Linked DNA regions of Mus musculus: region 1 is linked to region 2. The links are chromatin contacts, called in public Hi-C maps. All regions are on one chromosome and are shown on one strand. Each heading gives the region's core, a stretch centred on a gene start, on an enhancer-like site or on the middle of the called end of the contact. The rest is flanking DNA. Distances are from core to core; before and after follow the strand shown. Region 1 holds the start of Rngtt (RNA guanylyltransferase and 5'-phosphatase). Region 2 has its middle 20 kb from the start of n-TGccc3.

Region 1 (6,431 bases), core at 195-2,694, 1.1 Mb before region 2:
CATAACACAACTGTTTCTTCCTATATGTGCTGAAATCTTCACATAAGCTCCATCCTAAAACTTCCTGCTTTGTGTTACCCAGCACAGCTTTAAAACAAAAAGTTACAGTTTTAATATACAGGTTTTAGCTCAAGAGTTAAGAAAAAGCCGGGCGTGGTACACGCCTTTAATCCCAGCACTCGGTAGGCAGAGGCAGGCGGATTTCTGAGTTCGAGGCCAGCCTGGTCTACAAAGTGAGCTCCAGGACAGCCAGGGCTATACAGAGAAACCCTGTGTCGAAAAAATACAAAACAAAACAAAAAAAAAAAAAAGAAAAAAGAAAGAAAGAAAAGAAAAAGAGAGTCACTCAGAATAAAGACAACCAGAAAGCAAGGGTGTGGGCTTCTAAGAGAGTGTGGGTACCAGCTAGCTCCTCAATAGGGAGCCACAGCTCACTGTATTTTGCCTGGTGTTCAGATAGCTAAAAAGAGAGAAAGGAAACGCTTATGTCTCATAACTCCGATAAGGAGACTTAGCAGATCTTTGCAAACACCTGCCCGATAATTACTCTATAGCTGAGTAAATCCTGTGAAAACAGAACTTGTATTCCTTCCTCAATTTTAATCACAAAAATGTTTTTGGCTTCTAGGTCCAGCAGACAAAGTTCCTAATTGCTATCTAACCCGGTTGCTGGTAACTGTGGAGCCTGGTCCTTTAAAGTTACCATGTGCGATGTCTCCACGGATTCAGAGAACTGTGCCTCCGTTATTTCATGTGTATTCCCTGGAATACATGTGTGTGGTCCAAAACTATCAAACTGTACACTTTGAAGTCACTGTTCTTTTAGCCAAGCAGTGACCCGAGCCTATAATCCCAGCTCGCAAGTTCGGGGATGAGTCCACTATACGTCAAACTCAAGATGGCAACATTCCGCAAAAAGTCAATTTTTAATAACAAAACCAAAAGTCCCCCGCTATCCAGCCTCGCGTCTCTTTAAGCTTTCCTTCAATTTCCAGGCTCACACCCAGCTACTCTCTTTCCGAAAACAAGTCTCGCCAAGACAGCGAGACCCAGTCTCCAAAATATCACAAAGAGGTTCACAAACTTTAAGCTCTAGAAGCGTCTGGTCCACCTCCGGTCCTCACTCCTCCGCCTTGCGGGAGTCCCGACTGGCGACCACCAAGCGCGCGGTCCCCCAGGCCCGGCCGGCGCAGTGAGATTCGAACCCTCCCGCAGCCCCCTCCCGGGTACCTGCCACCGGCTGACCGCGCCGCGGACAGTTCAGCCACCGCGGCGGGATCTTGTTGTAAGCCATGTCTGTGCCGCCTCGCCGATAGCTCCACAGCAAACCAGCCCGGACCCCAACGGCAGCAGCTCTACCCGGGTCCTCAGCGGCGCGCCACTTTCATTCAGGTTCGACTCCGCGGCTCCCGGCGAACCCACAATGCACTGCGACTTCCGCCCCAAAGGGCCCGCCCCCTTTCTTCCGAGGTCAGGCGAAATGGAAGCCCCGCCCAAGTGAGGGAGGGGAAGCTGCTGAGAACTAGATAGGCGGTTCCACCTGGCCCGCCCCCTTCAGCCCCGCCCCTGTATCTCAGGGCGCCGGCCTCTGCCACGCCCCGCCCCTGTTTTGCCTTTGTGAGTACTCTAATGACTGGTGTCTCTTTTTTTCCATCTAAACCGGAGAAACCCCCAAAGTAGAAGGAATCCAAGCTTCTTTCCACCTGTGGACTGACCTGCTACATTCAGAAGGGTATTTCACAGGTGAAAAAGTGCTTTTCCGTTAATCATAGCTCAAATTTGATGTCTCTGCTGGATCTGGGTCATTTGAGAATCCTCCCTTTACCTGCATCAAAAAGTCCGGAAAACCAGAGTCTAGGTTATTATAAATGAGTTTTCTTTTTTTGGCGAAGTGTAGGGGACGTGCTTCCGACGACCCATAAAACATCAAAAATTAGTTCCAGAAGCCTTAAGACTATCATTTCTGGAGCAGATGGTTTTGATGTGGTGTTTGTTTGTTTTGTTTATTGCTGGTTTTCACCTTTTTTTTTTTTTTTTTTTTTTTTTTTTTTTTGGTTTTTCGAGACAAGGTTTCTCTGTATAGTCCTGGCTGTCCTGGAACTCACTTTGTAGACCAGGCTGGCCTCGAACTCAGAAATCCACCTGCCTCTGCCTCCCGAGTGCTGGGATCAAAGGCTTGCGCCACCACACCCGGCTTCGCCCATTCTTGAGATTTAAAACACCATATGAAAAGCTGTAGCTATAAGCTTGGTTGTGGGCCACTAGGAGCAAGCTGGTTCTTCCTTATAATCCCTTCAGTCATCAACTTGACATGCCTGAGAAGAGGAAACCTCGATTGAGGACCTAATTGACCTGTGGCCCTGTCTATTGGGCATTTTCTTGATTGCTAATTGTGGTGGTTTGACTGTGCTTTGCCCATGGGAAGGGGCACTGTTAAGTATGGCCTTATTGGAGGAGGTGTAGCCTTGTTAGAGGAAGTGTGTCACTGTGGGGTGGGCTTTGAGGTCTCTGTGTGTGTGCGTGCGTGTGTGTGTGTGTGTGTGTGTGTGTGCACGCGTGCGCGCACGCACGCACGCTCGCACATGATCAAGTCTGGCAGAGACAGTCTCCTCCTAGCCGCAGTTGGATCAAGACATAGAACTCTCAGCTTTCTCCAGCACCATGTTTGCCTGGATACTGCCATGTTTCATGCCTTTATGATAATGGACTGAACATCTGAACCTGTAAGTCAGCTACAATTAAATGTTGTCCTGGTCATGGTGTGACTTCACAGCAATGGAACCCCAAACTATGACACTAATCAATGGCAGAGAGCCAAGCCATTCCTGATCCGATGGGTTAGTGGTTCTCAACCTTCCTAATGCCGAGACCCTTTTAATACAGCTCCTCATGATATGGGGCCCCAGCCATAAAATTATTTTTGTTGCCACTTCATAACTTAATTTTGCTACTGTTATGAATTGTAATGTAAAAATTTTTTAATTTTTGAAGATAGAGGTTTTCTAGGGACTTGCAACCAGGAGGTTGAACACCAAAATCAACTGGCAAGGCTGTATAGGGAAGCTAGCTGAGCAAGCCAGGGATGTCAGCCTGAGTTTCTCCAGAGTTCCTGCCTTCAGGCTCCTGCCCTTGCTTCCTTTCTTGATGGACCAAAAGGCCAAAGAAATCCTTTCCTCCCGAAGGAGCTTTCAACCAGGGTTTGATTTACAGTGACAACAAAAGTAATCAAACGAAGGCTCAAAAGAATAAATCTAAATCCTACCTCTGGCCTTAGGTGAAGGGAGGCACAATCTGACTAAATTTACAGCTTTTTTTTTTTTTTTTACTATTGATCCCACCCTTTAGAGTGTCAATCATCTGACCAGGAGAGCTGCTAGTTTGCCTAGGCAGGCCTGCTGAGGAGTTGGAAGGAATAATTTCTGCTTATTCTCCCCCTAATGAGATACTGTATTTACATACCCAAAGTCCTCCCCCCCCCCCCCCGTAATAGAGTTACTTAAAGATTTTCACTAATTCTCTCTGCTTTCTGCCTGTTTCTTAATTTTAAAAAAGCATAACTTTTCTTTCCTTCTGATTGCCTTTTTTTTTTTCTAATATTGGTCAAAATCGAAATCGTACCCATGCTTGCTTACCCTGACATTACAGACAATCTCATTCTCTCTGTAAAGCCCCGGTCATGTGACAGGTTCTTCAGAATTGAAACATTCCCTCCAAGTTGAAAGACTCACACAAAGTGTGAGACCTTTGAGCCTCAGGAGGTGAACAGTTATCTGAAAACAGGAAATTGGAAGACACCTGAGGGCTGCTACCCACACTGCGGGAAGATAGGATGAGAAAAGATAGTCAATGATAGAGTTGCGTATGAGCTCGGTAGAAAGCGCCGGGGTTGTAGATTTTCTGAATCGTCACCCACATTGGACTAGGCTTTCTAACCTTGCGTTTTGAGTTACCCCTGCTCCTCGTCACTAACCGCTGACTCACACTCCTGTAAGTGACCTCACTAAAACCTCATTGGTTCACCAAGTTGGAAACAAGTGTACCCATGACTCTGTCGTGGGCTCCCTTTGGAGGGTAGGAAATATATGTGTTGTGTCTCCCCAGCAAATGTCTGTCACACAACATCCCAGGATCCGAGAAGTTGCTTGCCAGCGTCTGCAGCCTAACCGTAATGCCGCGGGCCTTCTCTGTCTTGCTGATCTCCGGCCCCCTCTTCCCAGAATCTACCACTGCTTACAGATTGCCTACTTTGTTTGTTTTCTCTGCCCTAAGCTTCCTTCAGTCAGTTCCTTCAATCAGTTCCTGCGTGGTTGTGTTCAGCTCACTATGTTCTTTTTATTCAGTTGAGGACCATCCATGAAATGGCGCCACCTGTATTCAGAGTAGGTCTTTCTACCACAGTTAACCAGACTGAGAAAAACCGTCACAGCCCTGCCTCTAGGCTAACCGAATCTAAACAGTCTCCCCTTGAGGGCCCTTCTCAAGTGACTCTAGGTGATATCAAGTTTATAAGACCAGTAGGCACCTCTCAGTGGCAAGTTGGCTATAATATAACAGCCTGACTTCACAAGCACAAATTCTCTCTTTGAACTGCACAAGGAGCTGTAGTTCCTCTGGAACAATGGTTCCTCTGGCAAAACTACTTGCCACTCAAGTCTGACAGAAGTGGAGAACTAACTCCAAAACTTATCATCTGGCTTCCATACTTCTGCCATGGTACTAACATGTCTAAATCCAGGCACTCATACAGACATATTTAAACAAATCTTTTTGTTTTTTTTTTTTTAAAAAAATTATCTGTGTAAAGATTCACATCTTCAATCCTAGACTTAGGAAACAGAGACAAACAGCGCTCTTAAGTTTGGGGGCAGCCTGGTCTACATATAGCGTTCCAGACTAGCCAGGACTCCATAGTGAGACTCTGTCTCCAAATAAATTTGGGGTTTTTAAAACATTTTACTGATTTATCATTTCACATCATGGACCCCGTCCCCTCAAATCTACCCTCCACCCTTGGAACCTCCAGCCAAAAGAGAAAACACACAGCAAAATAAATAACACAAAGCATAGAAAACAGCTCATCGTGGAAGCTGTAGTGTGTCACAGTGTGTCCCACAGTACATCCTTCTGTCCACACATCTTCACTTGTAAATGTTCACTGCAGTGAGTCGTTGGTCTAGTTTGAGGTTTCTGGCTTCTGTGACACTGACAATACTGCTTTCTCTTCCTGACTATTCTATTGTTGTCCTATGTCATGGAAATCCTGCAGTTTTAGATCCAAAAGACTGGACCTTTCATGTGCCCCAACAATTCACAGATGGTGTAGATTTGGGGGTGGGCCAACTCAAAGCCCTGGATCTGGAACTGCAACAGAGCTGATCACCCCACCAGAGAGCCCTTATCCACACCACCAGGGCAAGCTCTCCAGCACTGTTTCAGCTAGGCCACCCGTGCCACCATCAGCAGAAGGCAAGGTTAGCTCTTCCACACTCATTTCTCAAAAAAACAAAAGAAAAAAGAAAGCTGTCTCCAGCAGAACACAGAGCTGGCAGCTTGTACCCCATCACTGACTTCCAGCCCTTTCTTCCACTGCTCCCAAACACCTCTTCCTCAGGGACCCCTCTCCAAGCTGAGGCTGGTCCTTGCCACTCTCCCAAGAGCTGCACCTAATGAGGGGTTGGACCAGTTCTCCTATTCTCACACAATGGTGCTGACTCACCCATGCCTTCACCATCAGGGCCAGCAACACTATATCGCACAGGCAAGATTCAGAGCCCACTCTCCCAAGTGGGTCAGCTGGCAAGGGATGGGGGCAGCTCTCCCAACTACTACAAGTGGTGAGGGACGAGGCAGAGAGGGTAATCCCCCTGTACCCACTCCACCTCACAGCAGACACGTAGCAGGACCATTTCTTCTGAGCCCACTCCTACAGAGCCTGCTCACTTGCATCCTATCCACCACAGACAGCTCAGCTGTACTGTCTAGGCCTGCATAGCCATCAGACTACAGAGCAAGTTCCAGGAAAGCAAAGCATGGACAGGGAGGAGACAAAATAGGGACATTAGTTTCAGGGATTTCTTCTCTCATCTCTTTCCTATTTTCTATCTTTCTTAGATAAGGGGAAGAGGGTTAAAAACAAAAATGGGGGATATAGAAATATTATAAAATATTATTTAAAAATTAGACAAATGAGGGTAGATTATTGAATCTATTCTTAAACTAGAAAAACATTTTATAACCATGATCTTACATTGGTAAAGATTTTTATATTTGATACACAATTGAGGTTATATTTTGTTAAATTGGTACAGATTTTTGTATATTGATACAAAAACAAGGTTATTTTTGATACATTGGCATAGGTTATTGTATATTGATACAAATTTAAGGTTATTTTTGATACACATAATATATATATATATATATATATGTTA
Region 2 (5,993 bases), core at 1,346-3,845:
AAAATTAAAAAGAAAAAAGAATTGCCTAGGTCTACAATTAGAATCCTCCATATCTTTCTAAGCAATGAATTTTAAGGAGGTCTAATTTGTGGACAGTCAAGAAAAAGACTCTTGCTGGGCATGGTGGTCCATGCCTTCAATCCACTACTCAGGAGGCAGAAGCAGGAAGATCTCTGTGCCTTCTAGACCAAGTTAGTGTGCATAGCGAGTTTCAAGCAAGCCAGAGCTACAGAACGAGTCCTTTCCTTAAGGAGGGGAGGGGATGCTGCTGCTAACAGCCAACGCAGAATAGAACCCGAAGCTGTAGGCATAGCGGCCAACAGGAATGAAGTCCCCTTCAGCGAACCCCACACCATCTTGAGGACACTCCAGATCCAGCTCCACTCTTCAGAGCGTTCCTTCCCTCCAGTCCTTGCTGTCCCCTCTCTCTGTGCAGCTCAGTCCTTGCCATCCTCTCTCTCTGTGCAGCTCACACCACACTGATCTCTACTGCTCACTCGGGCCCCTGGGCACACACGGCTGTCGTGAAACAGACACAGCATCGTCAACATCAACCACAGCCTGTCTCTAGGTAGCCTGCCATTTACACCGAGTTCTTAACAGAACCGTGGGAGAAGAGCGGGCCTGTAATGCAGACGTTCATTCAAAAGGTAGTTTTAGAATAAACTTGAAAAACTTCAGAACCAAAATATAACTCACAATTTGGGAACCAGTGTGAAGCAGAAATGCACCTGTAGTCTCAGGGCAGGAACAGGTTTTAAGAGCTTTAAATATCTTGCCGAGGCGTCTGTGCTTTTTCTGTGGGCAGAAAAACACAGCAGGTGGAGTTCAGAGTGAGGCCCAAGGAGCCAATTCACTCCCTCCCTCTTCTCCTCGGTGGCCATGTTAGCTAGCGCAACATAGAAAAGCACCAGGAATAAAAGATGCAGAGAGGACCAGAGAGGCATCCCATCAAACCCCAAAGTACCAACAGGTCAGCGTAAGACAAAAGATCCATTGTAAAAGAAGTTTCCAAGAGGCAAGACTGACGTAAAACTTCATTTAATTAAAACAAAAAAAAACCCAGAAAACACAAAAGAAAACAAACAAAAAACCTTCTGTGAGAAGCTGGCAAGAGGCTCAGAGGTTAAAAGCAGGTACCCTAGGGGGCAGTTCTCAGCAGCACCCACCCACCTCACCTGCACACATCCACACACACACATTTACTTACTTATAAATAAAATCCTACTGTGAGTGTTGTATTTATTCATTCATTCATTCATTCATTCATCTCTCATTCAAATACTACTGAATGCTGTATTTCTCTCTCTCTCTCTCTCTCTCTCTCTCTCTCTCTCCCTCCCTCCCTCCCTCCCTCCCTTCCTCCCACCCTCCCTCCCTTCCTCCCACCCTCTTTCCTCCTGTGAGTGCTCTGTGAAGGATTCACTTCCCTGACCAGGCAGAGAAGGTATAAGGCCTGCCCAGCAGCTCAGGACAAAGGGTGGTCTACACATTAAGAGGGAGCAATGGTTAGAAAGCTAAGAGCGCAGGTATGTGAGCAGGCAGGCTCCTCCTGAACCTGGAGAGTCCCTTGTTCTAACTTCAGAGTCTTTGTGGCAAAGCACTGACAGAATGGCCTGCAGCAAAAGCCAACCAAACTAGCCAGAGAACAGGCAAGGCTCCACATGTAGACTGGAGCAAGCTGGTGCTCAGGACAGCGGCAGCCCTGGCCATGGACACAGGCAGCTCGCTTCCTCTCTGTCGGGGCTGACTCTCTTCTGTGAACCCCCTTGTTGGAATCCTTTGGCCATGACTCACAGGGCAATCGGGCTACTCAGCAAGCCCACAGCCCTTCACAATAGACTGTGTAGGAGGCGCCCAGCTCCCGGTGGCCTGTGGTCTGTTCAGTTTTTTCCTTTCTGCATTCTGGGAGGATCTGCTTTTCAGCCACACTTCCCTCAAAACACAGCCCTGGAGGCAACGCTTAGTGCACAGATTTCTGAGCGATGAAATAATCCACTTTGCTTTCTTAGTCAGAGCGAAACTAAAAACAGTAAGACGAAAAAACAATGGGGTCACCATCACACCTACAAAAACACGATTTCATACTCTGGTGACATAAAGAGGTCAGGGGGGAAAAAGCTCAAACTAACATTTTCCAACCTTTCACTGAGAGCAGGGGCTAAAACCGCATGTTTTGAAGGGCTCACGCTGTGTTATTATTAGAAGTCACAATTCTATTGACACTGATGAGTCACCCCTTATCGACAGAAACCAAGACCGTCCGTCAGCATATGCTACAGTCACTGTGGCTTTCTCTTTATTACTGGTCAGAGAGCCCTCCTTTCCTGGAGAAAGCTTCTCCAGGCTAGCAAGAGGCTCTGTCTCAGCCCCTGCTCAGCTTTCCCTGCGCCAGCTCAGCAGCTTTGCATCATCGTCTGGGAGTCTAGGATGATCTGATCAACTCCCGTCCACAAAAGGAAGTTTATGTAGCGACCTCAGAAAAAACAGCATTTCACACTTTCTGACGAAAAACCCAAACCGGAGCTATGTAAACAAAACAGGCAGAGGGAGTCAGCTAAGTCAGGTGACAGCATCTTCCTGACCCCAGGCTAGGCGCTTTGTTTTTGTTTTCACATCAATAGCCAGCAACAGATATAAACAAAGGCTGTGGTCACCAGGGGACGACTTCACTTGCTAGTCACACCCCCTTACTGGCCCTGCCTCCTGTTTCTGCTGCCCACAGAGGGAGAAATGGGCCAAGTGTCTGTAATGCCAAGGAAGTCCACTTCAAGTTTTAAAAAGTCCTTGAGGGGGTGCTAAGTCGTTAACAGCAGAATCTCTCCTTACCCATTTGTCTGGGTTTGAAGATTCCCAAAACAATAAAGTGAAAGCCAATTCTTCCAGAAATGAGGTTGTGCCCTATGCTGTCCCTGTAGAGGCAGACATGTGCCTGCTTTTCCTACCAGCCAGAGGCTGTGCTGGGGAGACAGAGGGAAGAAGAACCCAGCCAGTTCACAGTGATCACAGACCCAATGACAGCCGACCTCCCACCCTCCCCAGGCCATGCTGGTCCTAAGCACCGCAGGCAGAGCAGCCAAGGGAGCCCCACAGCCCCGGCACATGAGTCAGCAAGGGGACTGCTGACTGCGCAGCACTGTGGCATGTACAATGCAGGGTGCAACAAAACCGGGACACACAAGAATCTCTGCACGCATGCACGCGCACGCGCGTGCGCGCGCACACACACACACAGACACACACACACACACAGACACAGAGACACACACACAGATACAGAGACACAGACACACACACACAGACACACACACACACACACAGACACACACACACAGACACACACACACACAGACACACATACACAGACACACACACACACAGACACACACACACAGAGACACACACACACAGAGACACAGACACACACACACACCACCGCCGCCCACTTATTACTTTCCTCTGTTAGAACAAAACATGCAGATAATCTACACCCTGGCTCAAAAATAAGTAATGACCAGTAATAATCAGGAGTGGTAATAAAAAAATTTAAAAAAAAAACAACTCACTCTCCGTGTTTCAATGTGTGGAACAGCTGCATTCAAATCTCCTGAGCCAGTTAATTTTAACTGGCTTTAATTTTAACTAGATTTAACTGCTTTTCCTCTCCTCTGACAAATCAAAATAGCTGCCCTATCGACCACAAGAACCGGTAACCGAAGCACAGTTCCTGTTTTTCGGAAGAGACTTGCATTCAAAGCCACATAGGAGGTGTTTAACATATGTGGGAATTGAAGTGTTGAATGAGGGAGACTGAAACTCAGACACGAACTCAGGCCCCATTGGCGGCTTGTACAGGACCATCTCATGCCAGACTCTGACCCACGTGCCTTCAGTTCTGCTCTCTCATTTAACACAGAATCCCAAAGTCCACGTGGAAGGTCTGGAACTCAGAACGCATTTCCTCAAAGCCAAGTGCAATGTGCCCATCAGGGGGCATCTCAGGACAGACCACAGACCACTCCAGCTTAAAAGTGTGCACTGGAGGTTGTATAACTTACAAGTGGGAAATACTACTGCAACAACGGCTCCAAGAAGAATGAAGACAGCCCCCAGCCCCACCCCCAACCAACCGAGTCTGGGAAAATGTCTAATTAGCAGAGAATGAAGGACCAAGTCTACTACGAGACTTCCGCACAAAGGGAAAAGAAAAGTATTGATAGTTATTCTCAATTTTAGTCCCAGGAGGAAGAGGATGAAGGGAGGAGGAGAACAAAGAAGAGAAGAGAAGAGCTGGTGACTAGGGAGAAGAGGTTGAGGTAAGGAGGAGAGAGAGCAGGAAGAAGGGGGAGGAGAAGGACTCAGGAAGAGTTGAAAAAAGGAAGAGAAGGAAAGGGTTCTGAGAGCTGTGGAGTCGGGGAAGGGACGATGGAGGTATATTTACCCTCAGGAACTAGAGCGCACTCTCCACTGAACTACCCTTGGGCAGAAAAGCCTCTCCACACCCTATATCACGGATGAGAAAGACCGAGTCCAGCACAGTTCCAGAGGCTGGCACTAGATGGCGCCACCAACTCAACATAGCATGGTTGCTGGAGGGGTAGCAAGCAACTCTGACTTCATCCCCCAGGAGTTGTTTACCAGGCAAGGGCTTTATCTAAAACAAGCACTGCTCCCTTAACCAGTCAGCCTCTCTTCATGTCCAGAGAGCACCACTGTGCTAACAGAAGAGGTCAAACCAATTCTGAAATAATTTCCTCAGTCCATTTTTATCAATGAAACTGGGGGGAGGGGAGTGAAGAGGATGGTGGAAGAAGTTGGGTGCACGGCCTCCCCTCACCATAATATTCATGAATTCAAGGATAATTTCAGAGGATGTTTGCCATTAACTGACAAAAATCCCAAACCCTTGGCCACGTTGTTTCCCCCTTGAAGATGAGTTTAAATGTCACATGACACACCTGTGACAGGCAGAAGAATTCAAATCCAGCGTCTCACAGGTGAAGCTCCCAGAATAACAGATCGTGGCAAATCAGCCATGTTTTACATCTTCATTTTACTGTGGTTGTGTCCTCTGATCAGCCTGTCTCCACTTCCTGCCGGTGCTGAGCTCCTGACGAGACCCCCTCACTCACCATGGCACAGAGACCATCAGCTGATCACCACAGTGGAACATTCCAGGCTTCCTCTCTTGCATACTTCTTTGCCTGTCTCTCGCTCAAATGCTGACATCTCACCGAAGTAGTGCACTGGGTATGCTGAGCAACCAATTTCCTCCTAAAACGCTATTTATACAATCCCTTTCTGATACTGGCTTGAGGTCAGAAGGGCAGGAACTGGCTATCACACCAGGTGGCCAAAGGCAACAGAGTGTAACCTGGAAGTGGCTGCAAGAGGATTCTGGGAACTGATGGCAACATGCCTGCCTAGCTTCCTTACAATTCTGATAAGGACTGCTGTCCCCAACGCTCGTCATCCCATGGAATGTGTGCGAAGGAAGGGTTAATTTGAAATGTGTCTACATTTTCCTCTCACTGAATGGTAATAATATCTTTCACAGATAATTTCTCTTTTTTTCCCTTCAGTTTGACTCTTCAGGGTTTATTCATTTGCATAATATGGAATCTTGAACCCATATAGATATTCTACAAATCAATGTGAGTAATTCTCCCACTAAATCAGCAGCTTTAATTTAAGCTCATCATTGTTTGCATAGAAATCTTCATGCACTCATCTGCCTGATTTTTTTAATCACTTAAAACCTCCAACACTGACACACTAAGTATCTCCGCATTTAGCTATCTCCAAATTTTGAACTCATTGCTAAAAAGAAATGAGCCACAGTACATTCATACGCTCTATTATTTCCCAAACTGAGCCTTTCCCGTGCACTTAAGGTTCAGCCAGCCCCAAGAATGCCTCTTGACTGAAGTGTCAATTTGCTGTCCAGTCCAGGCAGAGTGGCGCTGAGTAAGCACACAGCCGTGACCCTCACA

The links. Hi-C and Micro-C count contacts between places; a contact is called where the count stands out from the background.
Region 1: a contact with region 2 is called in a Hi-C map of B cells, with 7 read pairs. The contact joins the promoter of Rngtt here to the enhancer-like site in region 2. A contact is called at or near these places in 4 of 39 promoter capture datasets (hippocampal neurons, liver and stem cell-derived epiblast-like cells), 1 of 484 Hi-C or Micro-C datasets (B cells), 1 of 115 datasets of contacts at active chromatin or transcription factors (large pre-B cells) and 1 of 9 other capture datasets (liver).

What each region holds. Positions count from the first base shown.
Region 1 is chr4:33,305,324-33,311,754 of GRCm38.p6, reverse strand. Rngtt (RNA guanylyltransferase and 5'-phosphatase) reads right to left here and starts at 1,444. Exons shown (of 16, transcript NM_011884.3): 1 at 1,231-1,444. The coding sequence starts at 1,294.
Region 2 is chr4:32,247,028-32,253,020 of GRCm38.p6, reverse strand. It overlaps a transcript of Bach2 not described here. Among named protein-coding and RNA genes, the nearest start is that of n-TGccc3, 20 kb to the right of the region's middle. Within about 2 kb of position 2,595, at least 343 of the 459 cell types and tissues checked have an H3K27ac peak or open chromatin away from gene starts, as enhancers often do. A contact at or near this core is called in B cells, hippocampal neurons and stem cell-derived epiblast-like cells, where this site is marked.